Regions from separate parts of the Mus musculus genome. Here region 1 is linked to region 2. Evidence: chromatin contacts called from public Hi-C data. All regions are on one chromosome and are shown on one strand. Each heading gives the region's core, a stretch centred on a gene start, on an enhancer-like site or on the middle of the called end of the contact. The rest is flanking DNA. Distances are from core to core; before and after follow the strand shown.

Region 1 (6,272 bases), core at 2,344-4,843, 330 kb before region 2:
CGGATAAAGAGTTTAGGAAAGACTTTGTTCTCTATAGCTAGGGCTGTGCTAAAGAACAGGTTTCCAGTGCTGCTGAGACAGCGTGTTTTCCATGAATGTCGGAAAACAAAACTGCCTTATGAAAACAGCTTCTCAGACTCCTGAGCAAAGGCTTCCGAGACCGTGCAACCTTGCTATTGTGTGCCAATACCAAGGGCAAATTTTAAATATAAGCTGCCCCTAATGGGATTAAAAAAAAAAAACAAACCCCAGGTCCACTTAGGACCAAAAACTTCAACTGCATGCCAGTCACAGGAGATGACAATACATGTATGGATGGCATCCAGAATGCTCTGGGATTGATCCACAACTGCTTCATCCCAGTCCATAAACACTTCCAGGACAAAACCTTACTTTCTGGGTGTTATTAATTTAATGTACCTGTTCCACTCTCATTCAACCCCCTTAGGGCACAGTACAAGCTTTTAAGGCACACTGCCTAGACAAACTGTTTAGTAAAGCTTTTAACACTCAAAGGCCAGCAAGGAAACTACCATGTGAGACTATTGGAAACCCATCCCATGTGCAATGTCAGCTATGTTGGCACAACCTCAGGCGGCAGCAAGCTGGCTATCAGCAGTAACTATCAGAAAGGGTTTGGCCAAGTTGCCTTAACGACTCTGAAAGTATGACAGAAAATATAAGTAATAACATCAAAACCATAATGACTACTGCACAGCAAATGAGTGGAGAGTGGAAACAAGAAGGAAAACTAGAGGAAATTTGGCCTGGAAGGGCAGTAGAAACCACTGACCAAGTCCTAGAAATGATCGAACATGGCACTGGAATAAATACTGTCAGCAAGACAACACAAAGTATCCCCACAGCAGCTAAAATAACAATCCAAGTCTGCCTTGGGGGGAAAAAATCCTAAGACAGGAAGACTGGGAGCTCATACTTGAATGCAGCCTTGCTTCCACTGCGTTTGTCCCTTGAGTCAAAGACTGGAGGTGACAAGCCAAACAGACGAGACTAAGCAATGCTTCAAGCTTTAAGCCACTTTAAGTCTATTTAAAAAAAAAAAAAAAAAAAAAAAAAAAAAGCCAGTCTTCTAAGGGACAGCCATCTTTACCCACATCTTCCCCTTCTACCGAACTAATTCCAGTCTCCCCAAGGTCAGAGTTCAAAGTACATTCAACTTGCAGCTAGCGCCCCCTACGGGGCAATTTTAACATTTTCATGAAGCCAACCATGTGACCTTTGCAGAGTACTTTTCTTAAGACTTTTTTTTGCATTCCTACTATATACAGCGCCCAGTATGTGTGTGTGGGCTGCAATTACTGTCTGATTATGAACATTCTGTATATGTGCATATGTGATAAACCACTACAGCCATGGTAGATTACACAGTACTGTACTTGAGATGATGGCTTATTGTAAGTAAATACATAACATTTATAGCATACATTCTCCAAAAATGCCCATAAAATAAGGTCATGTATTCACTCGTTGGCAGAATTTTGTGACCAGCCATGTGCACACATGCTCACATCTACAAGTACATGCAAAATAAAAATATGACCAGGGTCTTTTGGTTTCCTAGCCCTGTATTTCCCCCAAGGACAATGTTGCAGTTCAGCATTCGAGATAACTTCAGAGAAGGTAAACACTACAAATAATTAGACTCATCTCTTCATCTCTACATTTGATTATGAAACCACAGGCTAATTGTTATTTTCTTTTCTTGTATGATGAGTATATAAAATAATGGAAGCAGCATACATTGATTTTGATAATTGTTAACTATAAAAAGCAAAACACCTTGAGGATTTACATATTAGTGAGAAATGTGGTTTTTAAATTACACATACCTGTGTGGGGCATGCGTGCCATGGTGTGTGTGGAGTCCAAAGGAAAAGTGTAGCAGTCAGTTCTCTTCTCTCACCCATGTGGGTCCCAGGAATCAAACTCAGGTCTCAGACTTGGTGGCAGACCCAGATTGGTTTTCATCTGTGGATTTTACCACTTTGCTAGAATGAAGTGTTGTCCACCACCAACTCTTCCTGACTGTTCTCTCCATGTGTGTGCTGAGTGGCCATCCATAAAGACGAGCATGTGGGAATGGGAGCTTTGTAATGGGACTTATTCTTTGACACCTAATGAGTGACAAAAGCCAAACTCCAGATGTGGCCTATTACCCATTCAGAGATTTTAAATGTTAATAGCTTCACTAGAGCCTCCTATAATGTCTATGAAAGCAAGGAATTAGAAAACCCAGAGTCACAGAGTCCCTGCTATTGGGGTCACTGAACCCAAAGTCACAGAGTCCCTGCCACTGGGGTCACTGAACCCAGAGTCACAGAGTCTCTGCCATTAGGGTCACTGAAGTCTTAACACCCTGGGTGTTTCATTTCATTTTTGTTTTCTTTTTTATAAAGCATGTTTGTGATTGTCCTTTAAGTGACAAGAAAAGAATTTCATCTTTTTGCAGTACATCTGAGGAAGACAAGAAATGGGTGACAGTCTGCCTTTTTGTGTGACGTAGGAGAGGAATGTTATGAAGAGGAGCAGGGACAGCCAAACTGGCTATGTGTCCTTATGACTACAGGCTCCTTTTTGTGGACACACTAGTTGAGGCTCTTTCCATGGGTTACCTTAAGACGTCCTGGCCCACATAACTCTCTGAAGTCTGGTACATGGGTACATGTAACTAGAACTCCAATGAACATCGCTGTTTGGAAAACTAAGGGGTCAACATTACGAGTGAAGAGCTCTAGCGCTATAACAAACATGTCACTAGGGGAGTCACTTGACCCCTCTAGGTCTATTTCCTTATCTCCAGTTTAAGGCCAGTAGCCTAACTGAGTTGTTGGATCAAGTGGATAATAAGTTAATCCAGCAATATTTACTGGGCCTCAAGTTCACAGCAGATCACACCATTTAGAATAGAAGTTCAGTTCCAGCTACTTGAGAGAGGGGTAGGTCTATCACTTGAGCTGATAAATTTAAGTCCAGGCAACACAGCAATACACCATCTCAGGGCAGAGGGGAAACACCTGTGGTTTCAGAAGTCCATAGTGTTTTCTAAAATGTACATAGTCAAGGGCACCGGAGACTGTAGTGAAAAACAACATGTCTAGGATTATTACAAGACAAAACAACATGGGAGAGTCCTTCATGCCTCTCTAAAGACAGTTTGCACATAGTCAATGAACAAATGAAAAACTAACATCATCAACCATCAGGGTCCACTCATATACATTCCCACTCACTCACGGGCGCACACACACATGAGAACACATTAAAAGTCCAGCCAACACTGCACGCCTAGCAGAGGGAGAAGAAGGAGAATGTTCACAATGTCAGGGTCGGCGAGGCTGAAACGCAACCTTGAGCCTGACTTGGGAGAGTGGACCAGAAAAACAGGCAGTTTCTTCCACAGTTAAACTTGTTTCTACCCTAGGCCCCAGCTGTTGTTTGCCCAGGAGAAATCATAGCCACCAAAATCCCGGTGTAAGAATGTTCACAGCTGCTTGCTGATTAGCGAGGCCACCGAGCAGAGGGCTCTGCATGTACTCTAGAAAGGCAACAGTGGCCTGACACTTGCTCTGCCCAGGTCATGTCGCAGGAATGGTGCGAAAGGTTCTCTACAATATTAACTTGCAAGCTTTCACCAGGAGATAATCAGGACTAGAAATCTTCTAAAGACCTTTCTGGTTTCCCTAGAGATACCCTTTATGCTTGATAATTGATCAAAATGTGCCTGATATGAAAATTAGTCACCAAGTAATGCTGAAAGCAGAGTCCAGGACCCTCACAGCTGTCCAGTTTCTCCTCCACTCTTCACCAGCTGCTCCTGGCTGGGGCAGTGAGTCCCTCCCCAACAGTCTCAACAAAGTGCCAGTGAAGGCAGCTGTCTTGGACAGACAGCTGGACAGCGTTTAGGGAGTCTGTGGGCCAGCTGTATGAGAAGGCAGGCCATGTGGGTCAGCAGGGCTGAGAGCATGGAGGGCATTTGCCGCCTGAGCAACCAAGTCCAAAGGAGAGAGCTGCTCATGCTGTGGCAGCATGAACCCATTGCCCAGAGTCCCTGTCCTCTGGGTTCTCACTGCACAAAGCTACCATGGTTCCCGGAAACGCCACCTGATTGTGATGTCCAGCCAGGCTTGGACATAAGAACTGTCAGAGGCTAAGGTCAAGATCCCAGGATGAGTGAGTGAGTGAATGAAATGGGGTGAGCTGTTGGGGAAGGAATATTCCAGTTCTCTCCCACAGGGAGAATCACTCAAGCTCCTGACTCCAGAACAAAGGTCCCACTCTGTCAACAATAATCTTGCCACCCAGTGGGGAAGATCACTATGTGTTCTGAGCCCTGTGCCCCTCTGTGCCATCCATGACATGGCAGGACCTACTGGAACATACCTCAGCTCCCTGTTAGACATCAGCCCTAAGGCCAACCCACTGGCACCTCACAGTAAAGAGCTAAGCTGAGCGAGCACCCATGCACCTGGTAACATGGCCATGTGGGCTGAAGTGCAGGAGCCTTCCCCAGGAAAGGTTGCAAAGAGCAGCACAGGGAGCCCTTATTTTACTCAAAGAGATGCCAAGACTTGTCCCAAACTACGCTGTGAGCTTCATCAGCCGGCTGTGTCTGCAGAGACATGGTCTCTCAGCTGCCCATTCTCTGACATTGACAGGCTTCAGCCTGTCTGCGGTCCTGGCAGGAAATGGGGAAACACTTCCCTCTGGACACTGGAGGTACTGGCTACATGGTGTACTGACACTATGTCACAGAGCTGTGAGCATCTCACCCCAGCTCCACACTTAGTGACATTACACTGGTACCCAGGAATCAATGAACACCAGGACTCAGGGACCCCCATCCAAGGAGCCCAGTTTGTTAAACACTCACATAATGGTTTGTTTTTTGTTTTGGGGTTTTTTTTTGTTTTGGTTGTTGTTGTTGTTGTTGTTGTTGTTGTTGTTGTTTTTGAAGCCAAGCTTCTACTGGAAGTCCTCTCTCAATGACAGCAGCTCTGGAGTCTATTTCAGGCTTACTCTAGGAGCCCTGCACGCACACACACACACACACACACACACACACACCAAACACAGAGTCCTTTATAGGCCAATGGGGAGTAATGGTCTCTTGGGTACAGACTTATCTCTCAACTCACAAATGGGCTCTTTCAGCCTCATCTATTTAATGTAATTTGTGAATCTGTGCTCTACAGAGACCTTAGCCTGAAGAGCTTCCCATAGGCAGCTGGAAACAGATAACAAAAAACAAAAAACAAAAAATCAGTAAAAACTATGATGCTTCCCCAAGACAGACCACCACCACACAACACATAAAAAGTAGTGCTGTGTGATGCAGGCCTGAAATGGCCACACTCAGGAGGTAGAGGCAGAAGGATATTTAGTTTAAGATCAGACTGAAGCCAGGTGGTGGTGATGCATGCCTTTAATCCCAGCACTTGGGAGGCAGAGGCAGGTGGATTTCTGAGTTCGAGGCCAGCCTGGTCTACAGAGTCAGTTCCAGGACAGCCAGGGCTATACAGAGAAACCCTGTCTCGGAAAAAAAAAAACAAAACAAAACAACAACAACAACAACAAAATCAGACTGGAGTACACAACAAGGTCCTGCCCTCCCCCTCAAGCCACTAGCTTTCCTTATATAACTGACCAGAAATATGGAGTACAGTATGGACAATACTCACTTGTAAACTAAAATCGGGTATAAGTGCCCAGAAAACATGCAGTCCCCACAAGCAGTGGCAACAGCAGATGCTCTCAAGGATGGCAATGGCAGAAGGCTTCTTGTAACTGTGCACTTACTGTACCTCATTATTAAGTAAACTAAGGGGAGGACAATAACTATCCCCCAGTCTGCCAACCTTCCCCTCAGGACAACATGCCTTCCCTAGTGCACAGCACCTTGTGTACGGATCCTATCAGAGCAGACCTTTATTACACCACAGCAGCCAGCCGGAAGATCCAGCTAGGCTGAAGCAGGGTCCCACTCCTCCAAAACACTCTATGCTTACTCTGCAGCATGGTATGGAGTGTACAGAGTAAACACGTGTGAGTGGGACTCCCCAGACAGTTCTCCTCAATCCACTGGACAGCAACGGAGGCAGTGAGCAAAAGTCGCCAAGGTTTGCTGCTAACTACCAAATAAAGTCCTTCTCAAAGACACATGGCTTAGTAAGAAAGCTTATTGGGAAAAAAATATAAGCCTTTAATAATGTTTATTTTTCTTTTGCTTTTTTTGTTCCCAGGGTATCCCAAAC
Region 2 (6,133 bases), core at 2,028-4,527:
TATCTAGATGTGACCAATCGAGAACAATAGCTTCTCTTTGCAAAGCGAGGCTGACAACGTGGAGGGAAGACATGCCTCAGACAGCAGTTTCCTTCAGGGCTCTGAGGTCCCTGCAGCTCCATAGGGTAGAAATGATCTGGGATTGGACTTTTGTGTGCTAGGCGTTACTTGTGGTGTATCTTGATTAACTATCTCTTTGCAAGAGTTGGGGACTGTTGAGTGTTGGTTTAATTGAATGGAATGTTACATGTGCTCGTGGACTGCCTTGTGCTAGAGAATTCCAGGGGAACTTGGCTTATTGAGAAGGGAAACGCTTCTGGGTTTAGAACAGCTGCTCACATACAGACACACAGTGGTGCTCAGTGGGTGTTTATGGACCAGCTCTTGTGCCTCAACCACCCTTCCAGGCTATACAGCACAAATACTACAACTAACCAGCCAATCAGTCAATCGTTATCCATCCATCTGTCCATCCATCCATCCATCATTATAAACAGCCAACCAACCTATCTTCTCCAACAAACTAGTCAAGTGTATAATCTATCTAGATAACCAACTATGTATTAGTTTCTCCCTCTCTCAACCATCCATCCATCCATCCAACTAGCTGATCAGATAACCAGCCACGATCACAGAACACTATTCCAGGCATTCCTACACATCATTTGGCCAATCAACAACCCATTTATCTGTATCCATCTATCCCATCAGCCTCCTGGTCACAATCACACAGGTCCACAGACCCACACTCTTACTCCCCCAGCACACACACACACACACACACACACACACATCCTAGGGGATCCTTTTACACAGGGTTGTTGTACACACAGACATATAATTAAGTTCAGGACAACAAACACAACCAGAGGCGGTTGGAGAAAAGCCCTCTGCTGTGTGCACACAGGAGGGCAGTAGGCACACGTGGGCTATTTATAGGTTTCAGAGGCACCGAGTGAAATCCATTTGCTTCTAGGAATGAGTCAGACGAACAGCTGACTTGATTCTCCAGGATGGAGCATATGGCTTCCAGTTCAGGATCTTTTCTGAACACGTTAACAACACTCAGACTTAGAGGGGAGGCACTGTCTTTAAAACATTCATTCATTTTCCTTTTGCTGTGTGTGTATATGTGTGTTTGACAGGGTCTTGCTCATGTAGCCTAGGCTAGCCGCAGATCTGCGATCTGCGATCACACTGGCACGGTCTCCTGCACTAAGACGTAACATAGTATCACAGGCACTAAGATGAAACAGTGTCATTCTTAAGTGATAGGGACATTCAGCTGTGGTGCCACACACTGCCATCCCAGAGTAAGGGAGGCAGAAATGGGAGCATTGCCAGGGGTTGAAGGCTGGCTTGGGAGACATGGTGAGGCTGTGCATATGTGCACGCGCACCTGTGTCTCTACACAGCAGTGTGCCCAGTGCTCCACCTGTGAAGGACGGCATACCTTAGTGTGGGCATGCACTTTTTCTCTCTCCTACCTATCAGACAGTGGGCATTTTGGATGTTTCTATAAAACAAAATGGCTCTTATGTATAATGCCATTCCACACACAGTGCATATACTTGAGAAGGCCCAGGGCTGCAGTCCCTTTCTGCAGCCTGGAATGGAACCTCTGGGTCCAGTGATAACTTTATGTCTAACTTACATAGTGGCTTGCGCTATCTCAGTCCAACAGGTTAAAGTTTTCAAAAGCACATCTTAGGAAAAAAAAAAAGCCGATAGTGTGTGTGAACGATGTTTGGCTCGCCTCAGGCACCGGCACCTGGCAGCTGCAAGGTAACCCTAGCCAGCAGGGGGCGCTCTTCTCTCACCTTGAATCCTGGGAACCCAGGGATACCGTGCAGGCCTGGGTCTCCTTGGTCGCCTTTCTTTCCGAGCTCCCCATTGACACCGGGAAAACCTTTGGGTCCTGGCAGTCCCGGAAGACCCCCGATGACCTGGCCACATTGGCAGTCTCCAGCTTCACCTGTCGTGATTAGGACAGGGTTGCATGCGTTAAGCTGGGCTTGGACTAGCAGGGGTAGAGGACAGGTGGAGGGGCTGGTGGGAGAAGACACTGAGTGCTGTGATTAAAGGCGTGCGCTGCCACGCCTGGCTTTAGAGTGCCTTTTATGCTGCATATACGTGCTGAGGTCACGGGTAGTCCTCATCCAGACATAAGGTGTTTCATAGGACTTGTACACAGCCCGAAGTTAACTTTACCCACAAGTTTTGGTGTGGCCACTTTGGCTGCGGCCCAGCGAGTGATGCCAGCTGTGGGATTCCCCACTTGCTGTGCCATATTGGCATATTGGTTCTCAGAGAGTTTCAGATTCTGTAGCATTTCAGATTTCAGATCAGACTGCCCATCCTTTACCCTCAGAGAAGTGAATGAAGGGTGGGGGCGGGGTCAACTTGCAAGAGGAGGTGACATGGGGGCTAGGTTGGGGTCACCATCCTGACCTTCCCACCCTGCAGTCCTCACCTTTCCATCCTTTCTGCCCTCGTGTTCCTGGGAAACCTGAAGGTCCCGGGTAGCCCACTCTCCCTTCTGATCCTTTCAGGCCAAACAGGAAGCCTACGGAAAAACACACAGGACAAAAGCATTTGTGAGAGTCGGCCAGATCAGTCAGGTCCAGTGCAGCCTCTCAGCCAAGTCTACCCCAGCTCCTTGCATCTCCAGACCCACACCAGCACCTCCAAGACAGAAGCTTGGACAGCCATGTGGCCATGGTCCCTCAGGATGGAACAGAGACCAGAGCCTGCAAATTTAGCTTTTCTACCAATGTATCGAGACCAATGTCTTTGCTTTTGAGGAACGTTCAGTCCAAACGAAGAATTTGACTTTTCAGCCATGTTGCTGATGGCCGCGCATCTCTGCTCAGCCTCAGAGAATGTCCCCCAAGGTGTGTGTGTGGGGGGGTGGGGGGGTTGGTGTGGGATTAAGATAAACTCAGCTCTCCCTCTGTCCCCTTTCTGGAGTGCATGCCCATCTCTTCTCAGACCTCCCCATTTCTCCTTTCTCCTGCACACATGAACACACATGTAAACCTGCAAACATGGGGGTCCTGGAAACTAACTGGAATTCTCCTAATTGGTACTGGGCATGGTTGACCTCACTAAATGACCTTGGCCCCAATATTCCTCTTCTAGGTTCACTTTTTTTTTCACTAAAGGTCAGAGTTATTAGTCACTACAGTGCCCCAATAATTGCACATATGTATATCAATTGACCAGATGAGACTCCACTAAGACCTCACAATTCTTAGAGGCCTTTGGGAAGACTGCCATCTGGTGGTGGATCCAAGGCTGCGTATCCAGGCGAGATTGGCTGTGCTGCAGGGTAGCTGAGTACCTCTGGACTCCTTTGCTTCTCATTGTCTTACTCTGTAGCCCAGGCTGGCCCCAAACTTATGGTGACTCTCTGGTCTCAGCCTCCCAGGTGTCAGGATGACAGGTATGAGCCACCAAGCCTTATTGCTGCTAAATCTAGTAGTGGTCATAGCTCCATCGAATACCCCAGGACAAGGTAGGTGCTTGTGGCTACACAGGAAAGGATAAGGAGGCAGTGACTTCAAAGGCATGGGATGGTTTGGGAGCGCCTAGGGAAGCAGAGATTTGTAGAAGAGACCAGCGGGCATTGTTCTGTGTAATCTGATCTGGCCTCACATCTAACACAGTCTCTCACTCACTCATTCATCCACCACAAGCCAGCTCCTGAGCCACGCCAGGCAGCAGGCCAGGAGCTGTGTTGGCACTGGGAAGCTGGCCTGCCTCGAGCTGACAGCTGAGATGCAGGGACACAGCTAACACGCTCAGCAAACAAATGTGAAGTTTCAGATTCTAGCTAGCACCGTGAGAGGGAAGCTGGGAGCAGCTGATTTAGAATGGGTGGTGTCCAGGGGGGTCTTCTGAGGAAGTGGCATGGACTGTGGCTGACAGAGGGAGCTGGCCAGGCGGGGAGCTGAAGGGCTCTCCAGAAATGGAACGGAGGGACCAAATGGCCCCTTAACAGTATGGAGCCATGACCAGGGAGTGTGTAAAGGGTACACGGAGGAGTGTTGTCATGGAGGAGGGGAGAAGACCCTCTTGGGCTTTTATTCCTAAGGGCAACGGGAGTCCTGAAGTGTTTTAAGGAGAGAGACTGCACCACACACTGTGAGTCCAGTGTGGAGAGTGAGGTGCCCAGAGACTCCTGGCTCAAGTACAGACGCTATGGAGGAATAGTGGTACCAGGGAATGTGTGGGTCAAAGAGGAGAGTGACAGCGTGGAGATCTGCAGCTCCGCTCTGGGCATTCTTGAGACCCAGTGCTGCTGATTCTAGTGAGAAGTTTCATGGCTGTAGCTCAGAGTACAGAGGAGGAATGGTGATGTTTTCACAGGGCTGCGTTCCCACTGGAGAGGAGAGGAGAGAAGAGGGGAAGAGAGGAGAGGAGAAAGGAGGGGAGGAGAGGAGAGGAAAGGAGAGGGGAGGGAAGGGAAGGGGAGGGGAGGGGAGGAGAGGAGAGGAGAGGGGAAGAGAGGAGAGGAGAGAGACAGAGAGACAGAGACAGGCAGAGAGAGACAAAGAGAGAGAGGTGGGGGAGGGAGGGAGAGAGAGAAGCAGTTAGAGAGGGAGAAGGAGAGGGAGAAGGAGAGGGAGAGGGAGAGGGAGAGGGAGAGGGGGCCACTGAGAAGTCCTACAAAGTATCCAGAGATAGGAATAGTGGACAGGTACTATGGAGCCGAGGAAAGCCTTTCCGCACAGGCACTGCCTATGTGCCCGTGGAACCCCTCCAGGAGATGCTTAGGTTTGGGTTGGGCTCTAGCCTAAACTGTCAAGCCCTCCTGACAGACAGAGAGAAAAGCAGACCGTAAATAGAAGGATTATCACCTGGACTCTATGAACACTTAAAACTAGAGACCTGTCACCAAGGACAAAATTGCCATTTAAAACCTGCACCAAGGACAAAGAGAGATGTCTTTCTTGGGAGTTAGTAAGGCCTTTATGAAGGCACAGTTGAGCCGTGTAGATTCGACCTCTGTCTCTCCCCTGGGTTGTTTTCTTCTACGTAATTCATTCATAATTTTAAATACATTTTTTGGGACGTGGGAGATCTCAGCATGACTTCCACGAAGAAGCCAATAGCTGATTCAGTCAGCTGTACTAGAAATGGCGCCAGCAGAGCCTTTCACCCCGAAAGACAGCTGGCATCAATGTTCGCTCCGATTCTCTGAATGACTAAGCATTCTGGCTTCCAGCAACCGCAGCACACAAAATAGGACCAAAGGCAGTTTCTGAGAGAAGACTCCAAACGTTTCAGATCTGAGAAAGGCTGAGCAAGGTAGGACTCCTGGTTTCCAGTACTAATTTCAGGGTGGATCCGAACTATGAGCATACTTCAAAAGGCCGTTGGTTGGCTAGTTTTCACTTAAGAGTTTGCTGTAGGAGCAGTTGATTTGGTAACAATGTATCGCACAGAGAAAACAACAATGTGTCTCAAAGAGGAAACAATGCAAGAAGGGCTTAAACTGGATGTCCTAACATTTTTAGTTGATAAACTTCTTACATGAGTCCCTTTTCTGCATACATCCCCTTATCAGCTGGTAATCTACTACAGGTTGCTGTCTAGATCTATTTGCTTCTGTTAGTTTATTTATGTCATTGAAGCTGTAAACCACTTAGTGAGCAAAATTCATCCATGAAGATATTGGATGCTTGTGATAGGATAGAGTGACAGAGACAATGTCCTCATTCATGGTATCGTTTATGTTTTTGACGCATGTGGGGAAAACCCTACAGACACTACACACAGGAAGGACAGGCTCATAGACATTTTTATGGTACACATGTCATCGATAAATATTTTCCTGTCAATATTAACAAATATAAATCATAAAAATTACCTTTAGCATAATAGAAAACATTAAAGATAGCTTTGCTCAGATGCATCATCCAAGAAAATATCAACACTTACTTTTCAAACGAATGTGCTATCTTCCAAAAGAAAGAGAACTGGGCAAGTAGGCTCATGTTAAGTTAAAATGTTACTGTGGGATATGAGCAGAAGCAAAGTGACTGGCTTCCTATGCGTCTGTGTTACAGAAGAATTTCTTTCTATGGAAGAGATGATACTAACAACTTTCCCTCTGGAGATGGTGCAG

Evidence for each region. A called contact is a pair of places that touch in the nucleus more often than the background predicts.
Region 1: a contact with region 2 is called in a Hi-C map of myocytes, with 2.1 times the contacts expected there. The contact joins two enhancer-like sites. A contact is called at or near these places in 2 of 39 promoter capture datasets (3T3-L1-derived adipocytes and liver), 1 of 484 Hi-C or Micro-C datasets (myocytes), 3 of 115 datasets of contacts at active chromatin or transcription factors (large pre-B cells, microglia and stem cell-derived neural progenitor cells) and 1 of 9 other capture datasets (embryonic stem cells).

Annotation. Positions count from the first base shown.
Region 1 is chr8:11,750,967-11,757,238 of GRCm38.p6, reverse strand. The region is part of intron 1 of Arhgef7 (Rho guanine nucleotide exchange factor (GEF7)); the gene reads right to left. Among named protein-coding and RNA genes, the nearest start is that of Arhgef7, 26 kb to the right of the region's middle. Within about 2 kb of position 3,593, at least 8 of the 459 cell types and tissues checked have an H3K27ac peak or open chromatin away from gene starts, as enhancers often do. A contact at or near this core is called in myocytes, where this site is marked.
Region 2 is chr8:11,417,010-11,423,142 of GRCm38.p6, reverse strand. Col4a2 (collagen, type IV, alpha 2) reads right to left here. Exons shown (of 48, transcript NM_009932.4): 21 at 2,474-2,566; 22 at 1,821-1,975. Among named protein-coding and RNA genes, the nearest start is that of E230013L22Rik, 58 kb to the left of the region's middle. Within about 2 kb of position 3,277, at least 83 of the 459 cell types and tissues checked have an H3K27ac peak or open chromatin away from gene starts, as enhancers often do. A contact at or near this core is called in myocytes, where this site is marked.